Regions from separate parts of the Mus musculus genome. Here all the other regions are linked to region 1. Evidence: chromatin contacts called from public Hi-C and HiChIP or PLAC-seq data. All regions are on one chromosome and are shown on one strand. Each heading gives the region's core, a stretch centred on a gene start, on an enhancer-like site or on the middle of the called end of the contact. The rest is flanking DNA. Distances are from core to core; before and after follow the strand shown. Region 1 has its middle 130 kb from the start of Gm27217. Region 2 has its middle 87 kb from the start of Gm19585. Region 3 has its middle 70 kb from the start of Gm19585.

The links. Hi-C and Micro-C count contacts between places; a contact is called where the count stands out from the background. HiChIP or PLAC-seq counts read pairs in DNA pulled down with a chosen protein or histone mark.
Region 2: a contact with region 1 is called in an H3K27ac HiChIP or PLAC-seq map of regulatory T cell precursor, with 9 times the contacts expected there. The contact joins two enhancer-like sites. A contact is called at or near these places in 1 of 484 Hi-C or Micro-C datasets (CD4 T cells) and 4 of 115 datasets of contacts at active chromatin or transcription factors (memory CD8 T cells, regulatory T cell precursor, thymic regulatory T cells and 1 more).
Region 3: a Hi-C map of Th1 cells shows a contact between it and region 1, with 4 times the contacts expected there. The contact joins two enhancer-like sites. A contact is called at or near these places in 1 of 15 datasets of contacts at CTCF or cohesin (pro-B cells), 2 of 484 Hi-C or Micro-C datasets (Th1 cells and cerebellar granule neurons) and 4 of 115 datasets of contacts at active chromatin or transcription factors (SST interneurons, memory CD8 T cells, regulatory T cell precursor and 1 more).

What each region holds. Positions count from the first base shown.
Region 1 is chr17:52,466,799-52,470,792 of GRCm38.p6, reverse strand. No RefSeq gene overlaps it. Among named protein-coding and RNA genes, the nearest start is that of Gm27217, 130 kb to the left of the region's middle. Within about 2 kb of position 2,207, at least 32 of the 459 cell types and tissues checked have an H3K27ac peak or open chromatin away from gene starts, as enhancers often do. A contact at or near this core is called in Th1 cells, memory CD8 T cells, regulatory T cell precursor and 1 more, where this site is marked.
Region 2 is chr17:52,060,009-52,064,002 of GRCm38.p6, reverse strand. No RefSeq gene overlaps it. Among named protein-coding and RNA genes, the nearest start is that of Gm19585, 87 kb to the left of the region's middle. Within about 2 kb of position 1,717, at least 25 of the 459 cell types and tissues checked have an H3K27ac peak or open chromatin away from gene starts, as enhancers often do. A contact at or near this core is called in memory CD8 T cells, regulatory T cell precursor and thymic regulatory T cells, where this site is marked.
Region 3 is chr17:52,077,695-52,081,688 of GRCm38.p6, reverse strand. No RefSeq gene overlaps it. Among named protein-coding and RNA genes, the nearest start is that of Gm19585, 70 kb to the left of the region's middle. Within about 2 kb of position 2,143, at least 30 of the 459 cell types and tissues checked have an H3K27ac peak or open chromatin away from gene starts, as enhancers often do. A contact at or near this core is called in Th1 cells, memory CD8 T cells and regulatory T cell precursor, where this site is marked.

The sequences.
Region 1 (3,994 bases), core at 958-3,457:
CTCTGTATAGCCCTGCCTGTCCTAGAACTCACTCTGTAGACCAGGCTGGCCTTGAACTCAGAAATCTGCCTGCCTCTGCCTCCCGAATGCTGGGATTAAAGGCGTGCGCTACCACGCCCGGCTTGGATATTATTTCTAATAGCTATATTACCTGTGAAGAGGAATATCAGTGGATATCAGTCTCTTCTGTGCTATTGATATCCAGGTACAGGTAGGAGACAGGTATCTTCAGGTTCGGATTCTCAGAGGGAATCTTTGGTATTACTGATAATAAAATGATATCATTCATCTAGACATTGTGGGTACTTAAGGAAATGGAGTGTTCTAAATCTATACAATTGAATCCTTTCTAGAGACCATCAATAAGAAATGACCAGTGGAATCCTGAAATCTGTGCCCCTCCACCCACTTTGGGAATCCTTGGGGCTGTTTAAATATCATGCAGTTATCTAGCTCTAAGTGTCTTTATATCTGAAATGCCAGGTTCGTTGGGTTTAAGAATGGGGACAGGGAGGGGAGAGTGTGCACGTTGAATTCTAACACCTAAGGCAAATTCCGAATCCTCGTGAGCATGATGCCAGTCCCAGCTATGGCTTGTCTCAAACAAACAGAAATGTAGAACCTGGGATATTTCCTATGCTCATAACAGGCAGAGTCTGCTAGATTTCACTGAACTTTAACAGAAGAAGAAAAGACAGATGCTGCTGCTCTCTTTTTCATTATATGGATGCTAATAGAAGAGAGTCTACCAGGGGCCTAAATAATACCTACTTCTCAGGTGACTTGTGCTGCTGCTGTCTAAAGATGCAATTTTTCTCTTTCAAATTGGGAACGCTGCTACCCAGTCCAACAAAACCTCACTGGGTTATAGATGGGAGAGATTAGGCTTCATTTGGTGACTGTGATGTTGCTGGAAGAAACTTGAAAGACAAATGTCTGCCTTAAATGCCCAGGCAGAGACAGATGGCTTGGAATCAGCACTGTAGGAAATCAGCAGCTCGGGCTGCAGAGCCTCGGAGTCTCCTTACCTGAAGTGATCGTCTTTACTTTGCTTCCCACTTAACTCAAGAACTCATTTTCTCTTTCTAAGAACTTAGAAATATAAATTCCTTAAAAGAAATGCACATATATGGTCATGAAAAGTCACATTCATACTGACATTCATGCATGCATCTGGAACTCTCAAAGCATCCTTGTCCTTTTGGGGGGCATCGAGAGGTATTGTGATGACAAGTATCTATGGTTTTAATATCATATTCCCTATGCGTCACACTCTGTTCTCCATGCTCTTTATATTAGTTCATTTAGCCCTCACAGCAGCCCTGTGGTGTCATGATTATTATTATTGTGCCCAGTTTATAGATGAGTAAAGTAAGTCAGGTTGACAAACTTGTTCAATGTCACTGTACTGGCTATGAGTTTTATTCTCAATGCTTTATTTGTAATGCTTTTAACCTTAAGAATCATGATGTTAGGGAGACTGCCCTTTCTAGTGACAGGAAACTTTAGAGTTAATAAAGAATTAATGGTAGGTGTGCATCTTTTGTATGCAGGAATCCCTAGACTTTTCTCCCAAGGAGCTCTCATCTAACTCACATCCCAAGTAATATTTCTCCTTCAGAACCAGGTGCCAAATAATAGAAAACCTTCCTGTAGCCAAAAGCCCACCGCAAATATTCATATTCACCAGTCTTAACTCCTTTATTTTATCCCCACTGCCTTTGACCGCAAAAGCCACAGTGCAAGTTCTGGACCAACTCGACTGACACCAGTTCTACCTCCTGCCTGTATAAGAATCTTCCTTCTCTAGCTCAGTGGGATGGGCCCCATCTCTCATTTCTAGGGCTACATTAAACTTACCTTCCAAGGGCAATCATCTCTTTGTGTCAACACTCAGCCCGTTTTATAAATTAAGACTTGAACTCCAGTTAGCGGAAGTATGACTCTGAGCATGAATTAGACTCCAGAGTTGGTGCTGTGACATACCTGTCAGTTTGCTATGAGTGAGACACTTATTTTAAAGAGCTCATAGTCTTGTGCTGGCTTGGTTTGAAAGAAGTAGGTCACTACCATCATGCCATGGCTAGCTTACTGTTGTGGTTTGAATCGAAAATGCTCTCTACCTGCTTCTGTTTTGAACATTGGTTCCACAGGCGTTTACGGTGCTACTGTTGGGGGCTGTGGTATCTTTGAGAAGCAGAATCTAGCTAGTAGAAGTAGGCCTGTAGAGAAGGCCTTTGAAGGCTACACCTCATTTGACTTCCTGTCACTCTCTCTGCTTCCTGGCCGCATGTTTCTGATGCTGTAGTATCTTATTCAAGCTCAGGAGACAAACAACTATGAAATAAACCCTTTGGGGTCAAAAGCGAAATTGAAATTGTTCTCCCTCATATTGCTTCTCTCAGACATTTTGGTTACAACGAAAATTAAATAATAAATACATTCCATGTTACTCTCAACGTGAGGGGATAAAAACACTTCGGTTTAAGTTGTATTTACTAGCACTTGCGTTAACTTGCTGCATGGTTCTAGTATGTCAAGCAATGTTTAAGCACTCATTATGCACCTGTTTTGTCAGTTTTGAGATGTACAAAAAGGAATAGGAATAGAATGAACCCTTGAGTACTGGGCAAAGGACACCAGCACATAAAATTAGATGAAAGGTAATAGACAGCTTTAAACACAGCAGAGTGGCTCAGATTGCTGATGTAATACCCCTGTGAAATCAGAACAGGTGAGTGTAGGTTTCCTGTGAATAATAGAGAGATTTTTTTTTTTTGGAAAATGGAACAGGGTTATAAACAGGGGCAGAGTGTGGATAATTATTTGGAGGAACAGAACCAGCAAAGATTTTGAGATTTGTTACACATATCTGATGAAGTAGTTAGTGTGATGGATCATTTTAATTGTCAGCTTGACACAACCTAAGGTTTGGGAAGTGAGGCTCAATGAGATATTGTCTAGGTCAGGTTGGTTTGTGGACATGCCCATTGCTATCCTGATCATGTTAATTGATGTGTGAAAACCCACCACTGTGGGAGGCACTATTCCCTAGCCAAGGAATCCTGAACTGTAAGAGTAGAGAGAACCAGCTGAGCGCAAACTAGTATGAATTATTTCTCTATGTTCTTGACTTATGTGACCTGTTCAAAGTTCCTGTTTTATCACAGCAAAAAAAAAAAAAAAGATATAGCTAATATGCTTGAATCCTCAAAGCTATAATTGTGCTCTTCATCAAAACTGAGGACAAACTATCTTCAGAATTTCAAGAAGTAGAGTGTTCATTCTTCACACTTAACAGTCCTAAGCATAGATCTTGAGTTGATAATAATAATAGAGCAATTGTATGTCTTTGGGCAAGTTATTAAAGCATTCTGAAATTTCATGAGAACAAAATTTACTTAATGTAGAATACAATTCAGGCAAAATGAAAGCTCCTTCTACTCTTTCTGAACCCTATCATTCATATATATATATAAGAAAATACCCCAGGCCATGGCTGCATGACACAAATATTCCAAATATGCCTTTGTTGATACCTGGTAGCAGTATGAAAGTGCCAAACAGGAACTGAACAATACTCAGCTTTACTCCTTATTTGAAGGAGACAGCTTGCTGATTGCTTCAGCAGAAGTCTGAGTACAGTTTATGGCAGAGCATTATTTTTGCCATGCATAGATGTAGAACAAAAAGTAGAATGACCCATGGTTTTCACTTGCTCTTTGTCATCAAATCCTAGGCATATATATATATATATATATATATATATACCTCCCTTTTTGATGCTGTACCTGATTTCCCTATGAATGGATATGTCCCATTTCATGAGTGTTTGTGCCATGTTTTTGAGGTGTTTGGCATCTATATATCACAGGGACTTTGATCTTTGACTTGCTGAGTGCTTTCTTATTTGAACCCAACTCCTCTGGACCTTGCTTTTCTTTTTTCCCTTGTCAAAGGTTGAAATTATCAAGCCAAATATGACTGGGCACAC
Region 2 (3,994 bases), core at 468-2,967, 410 kb after region 1:
TGAGAGAGTCTGGGGGTGTTTCAGCCCGTGGTGTTCAGGACAGTTTAACTATTTGTATTTTTCTCTTCAAACCTTGAAATGGTGTTTTATAAAAATAAAAATATCCATGGCTAATAATAATCGCTTGAATTTGTGATCCTCAACTAATTTCCATGCAATTTGAGAAGAAATCTATGAGCATTATTTATCTCATTTGATTATTACTGGCACTCTACATCTCTGCCACAGAGGCAGGACCAAGGGCTTAATGCATAGCAGCGCTATCAACGGATAGGGAGTCACAGGATCCAGTGGTCCCACACCAAAGTCTGATTGACTTCTGAATTCCCTGCAGTTTTTCTGATCTTGAGTCTTTCCTTGACCACGACTACTCTACAATGTTGTTTTTTGTTTTTGTTTTTTTTCAAGTGAGAACTTAGGATCTTTTCCAATAAGATATCAGGATGCCTCATTCAGTAAATATTTTATCCCCAACTTCTCCTTCAAAAAAAAAAAATCATGTCTCTAATGTCCTCATTGAAAGCAGTAAATTGAATCTACTCTGCAGGTCAGTTCCTGTTCTTCCCTCTCTAGTTGTACCTGACGGTAGGCTAAGCATTTTGACAGCTCTGGAAAGAAATGGTCTCTTCCCTTGTGGTACTGGAGGATACGCTGCTGCTACACAGCAGAGCGAAGGGGGTCAGAGAAGAAAGAGGAAGTAAGAATGATACATCAGGTCTTCTGTGCACTAGGTAGGGATTGATGAAAATTTATTGCACAGCTATCATTTCAAGACTAGTCCTTATATTCCTGTGGGGTTAGGGGTTTGAAGCTCCCTACTCTCTGCCGAGAAATGCATCCCCCAAAATAAAGCCCATTCTCTGTTATTTCCTCATTCCTCCTGGACTGTTGAAAAGAGCTCCATTGCTATAGGGTTCTCTAAAACATGGTCTTCAAAGGAATGGAATTGCAATCATAATCAAAGCCAGGGCAAAGATAATAAAATGTGTCAACACTTCTCAGCCTCTAAGTTGTATTAACCCTGAAACCACAGTTGTATTAATCCAAGAAGGGGAAAACTACTCTCCTCAAAACTTTCAATTATCCTAATAAATTGAGTCTGATTTCATAGCGCCAGATTCCACAGTGACACGGAGAGGCCAACACTGATACTGTGAGCTCTCCCATCGCTCACAGTAACGATGCAAAGAAACCACTAAGACCTTTCACAAGCATCCCCTAAAACCATCCAGAAACACGGACATTTACATTGCAGCTCACAACAGTAGCAAATTTACAGTAATGAAGTAGCAATGAAACTAATTTTATAGCTGTTGATCATCACGTCATGAGGAACCAGATGAAACGGTCACAGCATCAGGAAGGTTGAGAGCCCCTGAGCAAAGAGGACTTAAAAGTCAGTTCTCTGTGTTTAAGTAACAAAGAAACAAGATGCAAAGGAAGAGAAGCAAAATCGTACTTCCCCTTACATCTATTACAGCTGAGATGATACAGAAGTGACAGAGAGGAAGCCAAATTGAATTTTTGAGATCTCTCTCAAAGTCAATTTTAGTTAAAATTGTGTGGAGTTCCAAGGTGGTTTTCCCTCCCTCTCTTCCTTGTGTGACTTTCAGTTTGTTTTCTTTCAAATTGACACTCCCTTTGCACATCCCACTTCCTCCAAGCTTGGGCTGGGGGGTGGGGGGGAGCTCTGGTAATTCTACAAGATGGTTGATTGCCGTGGTTTTCGCTGATTAGGGTGAAGCTCCAATAAAGCTCGCAGCCGCGTTGCCACGCTGCTCAGCTAAGCCCTCAAATCCTTAGAGGGGCCGCTCACCACTAAACAACACATCATAAAGTTTGCTTCGTGAAAAGTAGATTTATTTCTTCCTTTGGACGCATACACAGTCATAAAGGTTTATCTTCTGATCAGAGAAAGAAAATAAGCAAAGCAACAAGGGTCTTCACAGAAGAGGATCTATGAACCAAATTAATAAGGTTTTTGTTCTGTCCAGGTTAGCAAGAAATGGGAAGGAAGTGAAAAATAATACCAAGATTGAGGCAAGCTCTATGCTTCTGCTTATTTTTCCTCCCTTCCTTCCTACCTTGGTTCCTCTCTTCCTTTTGTCGACCTTTCTTCCTTCCCTCCTTCCTTTCTTCCCTCCTTCCTTCCTTCCCTCCTTTCTTCCTTCTTCCTCTCCTCCCTCCCTCCTTCCTTCCTTCTGTCTTCCTTCCTTCCTACCCTCCCTCCTTCCTTCTTTCCTTCTGTGTCCTTTCTTTCTTTCTTTCTTTCTTTCTTTCTTTCTTTCTTTCTTCCTTCCTTCCTTCCTTCCTTCCTTCCCTCCTTCCTTCCTTCCCTCCTTCCTTCCTTCTGTCTTCCTTTCTTCCTTCTTTCCTTCTGTCTTCCTTCTTTCTTCCTTCCTTCCTCCCCTCCCTCCTTCCTTCCCTCTCTCCCTTCCTTCTTTCCTCCCTTCCTTCCTTTCTTTCCTTAACTTGGATTCAAGAGAAGCAAACTTGGATGTGTGTTTAAAATCTTGAGGATTTATATTATTAACCAAACAAGAATTTTTACAATCAGGGAACACTTGTCTGGCTTTCCCCCTCGCCTCCTCCCTCCCCTCCCATCCCCCCAACCAGCACACACAATTTTTGTAGAATATTTTGTTGGCTATAATTAAACTATGTGTGTTAATTAGGATTAGATTTTAAATGCACTGCTTGGGAAGTTGAAAAATACAGGATCTGAATGAGCCCAAATTGAGATGACACTTGAATTTTCGCAGATGTTTCCATAATCCTAATTTCAAATTGATTGTACTTCCTGAACAGTGAGAAGCCATTTTCAGTTATTTATTCAGACGTGTGCATCGCTTCTCCCTCTGCCAGTGGGCAGAAAATATCTACCACTTTCAATAACTCCTTCAAATAGACTCTTTTCCAAGACAGGTTTTAATGAAGGGAAGTGGGGACAAATAAATCCCACCTGCTCCTAGGGTCACCCCCAGAGACCATATATGAACCCAAGCAGAAATGGAAACTTCAGCAATCACCCTCTTGCCTACCCCTTCGTGACGGGTTCAGCTGGCATTTGAACTATGATTTCTCAACAGGCCAGGGAGAAGTGCAGAGACAAAAAAGAGAGAGAGAGAGAGAATTTCCCAAATATTGGCCAATGGTAGCCATATTAAGTGACACTCTCTTCAGCCACAAAGATGTGCAGTGGCCTGCTCCACATAAGCCCTGGGATTGGACCCAGCAGCAGGGCCACCTGTAAAACACATTCCCAAATAAATGGCCTGTGAAAAAATAGGGAAGTCCCTGCCAAATGTGAGACTATCAGCTGAGACTGAAGTACAGCAGGCCACTTTGTGCCTGAACGACAGCAGCATCCCATCTTATCTACGGAGGGAGGAGGGCTCTCTCTTAGTTCCACTCTGGGTTTGTATTTTATGTGCAACCCCGTATCCAGAGCATCTTTAGCAATCCTGTCTTGGAAGCAGCCCCATTCCCCTAACAAGTCTTCAGTTTGATTGTAATTCCTTGCAGCTTTCCTGTGAAGGGTGGGGGGCGGGCTGCTGAATTAGAGGCATCGTGCCTTCTTCCACCTGTAACGATTTCCCACTCAACTGTAAGACAATGGCCATGATTGATCTAATGAGGGACTGGAAAAGCCAGCTGATTGCTATAAATAGTTGAAAGCAAAAACTTGTGCTTGGCTTCCCAAAGAATTTCTCATCAACTCTGGTACCCTAACCTAAGTAGGTAAGCATCGTTGTGTGGCAAATGAGGTGAGGCGCACAAGCCTTTCCTTGGTAGGAGTTTGCACACAGGCGAGGCAGAAGTCAAGCTGTGGAAGACAGCTGATGCAATACTCAGGCTTTGTGGTAACAATCCAGTGCTAGTCTGTATTTTCAATGAAGGTAGAAATCATTTAAAAAAAAATAGAAAGCAGCTTTAAAATGTAAGTACACGTGAGATTGGAATGTTGAGAGAATTTTAATGACTATTTTTATTT
Region 3 (3,994 bases), core at 894-3,393, 390 kb after region 1:
CTTCTACAAGCCCATACTTTGAAGGTTTTAGCTTCCAGCCTCTATATGCTAGCCTAGGCCTCAAATGTTTCAGATTCTGAGATTTACTGCTGAATAAATTCACCCTTTCTAGCTCTCCCTGAACTCTGACTGGCTGGCTCAACTTAGCTGTTCTGGCTCAAACGTCTTTCCAAACTGACTAATTCAAATTGGCTTCTCTCCGCTTCTGACCGAATTGCTCTGCTCGGAAGGACTGCCTTTGAACTCCATGAACTCAACTGTTCTGCTTTGAACTGAGCTCAACTGCATTCAAATTAACTGTACAGAACTGAATCTCCAGGGCTTTTTCTGCAGAGCAAGAATTGGACTATAATCTCCCCCGTGGCTGTATCAAGTGCCAGCTACTGAAGGCAATGTTAGCTTCCCTCCATAAAGGAGCTTTGTTGGAGGGACATAGGAAGGAGGAAATCCTGGGGAGAGGCCTTGAATGATGGGAAATGTCTAGCAGTCCAGTGGCATCTGCACCCTCTGAGTCTCCTAGGCTGTCCTTGGGCTCATGGGGTCCCTGAGCTTATCGGGAAGCATCAAGGAGTAACTCTTCCCTGACAATGTCTTGTGATCTAGCAACAATGAAAAATGCTCCTGATGTGTCCCCCTGGAAACATCTATTCCTCCTCTCTCAGCCACAACTCTGGAAAACTATATGGTGTACAATAGGCAATATGGAGTAAAAAATGGCAACAGCTCAGTGAGAGAGAGATGAAAGTAGAAGAGGGTGGGACAAACAGAGCAGGGTGGCAGCTCTATATTCCGAGACCATAAACAAGAACCACTAGGAAAATTCACTAGCAGCTATCCTTTCCACAGACACCCAGAAATAAAACAGGGCTGACCAAAATCTCACGTCACCAAAGAAGAAAGCTCAGTGCTTTCCAGGGACTGAGTCCCACCTTTTCCTTTGTCCCTATGTCTGACTCTTGGTAGGTTGTCCACTATGAAAATTAAACTGAAAGACAGGTCATTTCATGCCCAGCCACTTGGCTATTTGGGCTTAGTTATATTTCCAAAGCTACCCAGATTAGACCCTTTCCCTGATTTCTGTGATTACATCTTGTATGTTGATGGCTGTAGGTTTGTTTTCCTAACTGAGAAGATGTTCTCCCTTCAAGTCTTCTCTTACACATAGTCAAAGGTGCATGTGGCCCTGTTCTCCCAGGAATTTGTCCTTCTCCCTACTTTCTCCCCTTTTTCCATCCATCATGGCATCCAAATCTTCTCTTTCTCTCTTTTCCTAATTTAAAAACTAAGGGAAGAAATTCTGAGGTGAAGCCTCTCCAGGATCAGCTCAACAGGAAAGTATCCTAAGTGTGTGTGTGTGTGTGTGTGTGTGTGTGTGTGTGTGTGTGTCTGTGAGGGAGGGTGCAGGGTAAAGGACTGTGGGGGAGGGGCTGTGCCCCCTCTAATCTGAGAAGATCAGAGGACAACACTGTGAAGTTGATTCTCTACGTCTACCTTTACAAGAGGCTCCAGCGATAGAATTCAAATGGCCAGGTGTGTGAGTGATGCACTTTAACCTGCACAGCCAGACCACCGGCCCAAGAAATCCTACCTCTGAGGTTTTCCCAAAGCTGCTCACTGCAGAGATCAATAGCTTTTCATGACAGTCACTGGACATTTACCACCTTGAGTTTATGCCAGTTGCATTTCTATCCCAACAGAGGACAATTACCCTAGAGTCACAGATGAGGAAGGATCATCACTGCCTATCACAGATCACAGGCAAGGACGTACTTTTGCCCAGTATGGATCCTGGATACTAGGAAAAGAATGGACATCACAAGTAAGGAAGGATCATAGTCCATCACACTAGGAAGAGAGTGCTAGGAAGGAGGACTCTGAGTTTCTCCCTACAATATGACTAATGTGGTTTCTAGGTCCAAATGTGGACTGCCTTAACTTTAATGGCATCCATCTGAGCACGACAAAGTCACTCAACAGACGCTGGCTACATATAGATCTATGTGCTAATCCACAGGAGATTCTCAGAGCAATCTCATGAAATAGGGGTCAAGGCACAAAGGAGAAACATCTTAGCCTTGGTACTTGTGGCCGATTTGTGAAGAGAAACCAACCCGGAAGCTAAGGCTTTTAGAAAAGAAAGCTCAAGAAGCCACGGCAGAAGCACAAGTGTCATTTGAGAAAGGGGAAGCACTCCAGGCTTCGTGAGGAGTGCTAGGTCACGGTTCTGTGCCCTGAACAAAGGAACAAGGTTGGCACTGAGACTCAGCTTACCCTCCTTGGCAAATGCAAAGCATCCTGTGTACCTCTACCTATGTGTGACACCTTCCCCGAGTCCCCTCAATCACATCTGGGGCAGTCTCAGTATGGAGGTGGATTTTTGGCTGGTTTTCTTGAGTGAAAAGAACCTATCCTGTATCCTTAATTCTCATTTACTCCTTGCACATGGTTGTGGTGATCGTGTGTGGCCCAGAAGAAAAGAGAATCACCACAATAAAGCTCTCAATTGGTGGATTAAATAAAATGTTTTATCATTGATTTCTAAATTACTAAACTACGTTGAGATGTTGCCAGTATCTATTTAATAGAACTGCCAAAAAAACATTTAATTTTTTCATATAAAACACACCCAGAAAACTGAACAAATTTCATCAAAATGTTTAAATGCCAGAAATGATTCCAATCTAATAAAACATTAAGGCCTTGCGTTGTCTGTATTGTGTACACGGCAGACCTCCATAAACGACACGGCTGGAACCTGCTTTTTAATTCTTTTGCACAAAAGCACCAATTTAGGTCCTGCTGGGAAACCTTTCGAGGGATCACTCTGTAAATAAAGCAAACCAATTTCTTAAAATACAGTTAGCCACAAGCAGTTCCTGCAGGTCTGCAAGGAATCTCTGCTGATCAGCCGCCCAGGCGGCCTGGGCCATCAGCTGGTGAGACAGAATCTGTTGGTATCTGCTGCTTCCCTGACTGACAGCCGTGTGCAATCACAGAGGCATGTAGAGACACATCAGACAGCATGCACACAGAAACAAGCAGCGGGAGGGGAGGGTTTTGGATCCCAGATGGACGTTGGCATGGAACACTTTGAAACTGCCATCTCCCAGAGCCTGGCCATTTTTTTTTCCGCTCCCAGCACTCAGTCTACAAAGCGAAGGCTATAAAATGGGAAAGAAGTATTGACTTTTATGGGGCTCATCAGATCCCCTAGGCGTAATGTTCCTGGCCTATGTTCTGGAATATTTTTAAATATTTATTTTATTTTTAGTTATGTGTACATGTGTACGTGGGGGGGGGGGGAGATGTAAGTCCCCATGAAAGCCTGAAGAGGATATTGATCCCATGGAGCTGGAGTTACAGTCAGTGGTGAGCCCTTAGACATGGGTCGTGGGATTCAAACTTAGGACCTGTGCAAGAACAGTCAGTATGCACTCTTAACCACTGTGCCTTCTCTCCAAACTTCGCCCTTTGATCTAACCCCCTGCCTTACAGTAAGATGTTGATTTTAGCACCAGAAGAAAACAAAACCTCAAGCCGAAGGCCCTGCACAAGGCAAAATTAAAATACGCATGAGTCACACCAATCCTACTCTTCCTCCATTTCTACTTGGGAGAACAGAAGGTGCCCTTCACCTTGGCAGCCTCATTATAATAGAAATCCATTTTATTCAAAAGTAAACCCCAGAGAAAGCCAGGTTCAGCAGACCAGAGACTTCATGCCTCATTTTTCTAGTCTGTTTTATGGACAGTGGGAATAGAAGGGTAGATAGAAAGTTTAAGAATATGGCCAGCCTCACAAGAGACAGCTACATCTGGGTCCTTTCGATAAAATCTTGCTAGTGTATGCAATGGTGTCAGTGTTTGGATGCTGATTATGGGGTGGATCCCTGGGTATGGCAGTCTCTACATGGTCCATCCTTTCATCTCAGCTCCAAACTTTGTCTCTGTAACTCCTTCCAAGGGTGTTTTGTTCCCACTTCTAAGGAGGGGCA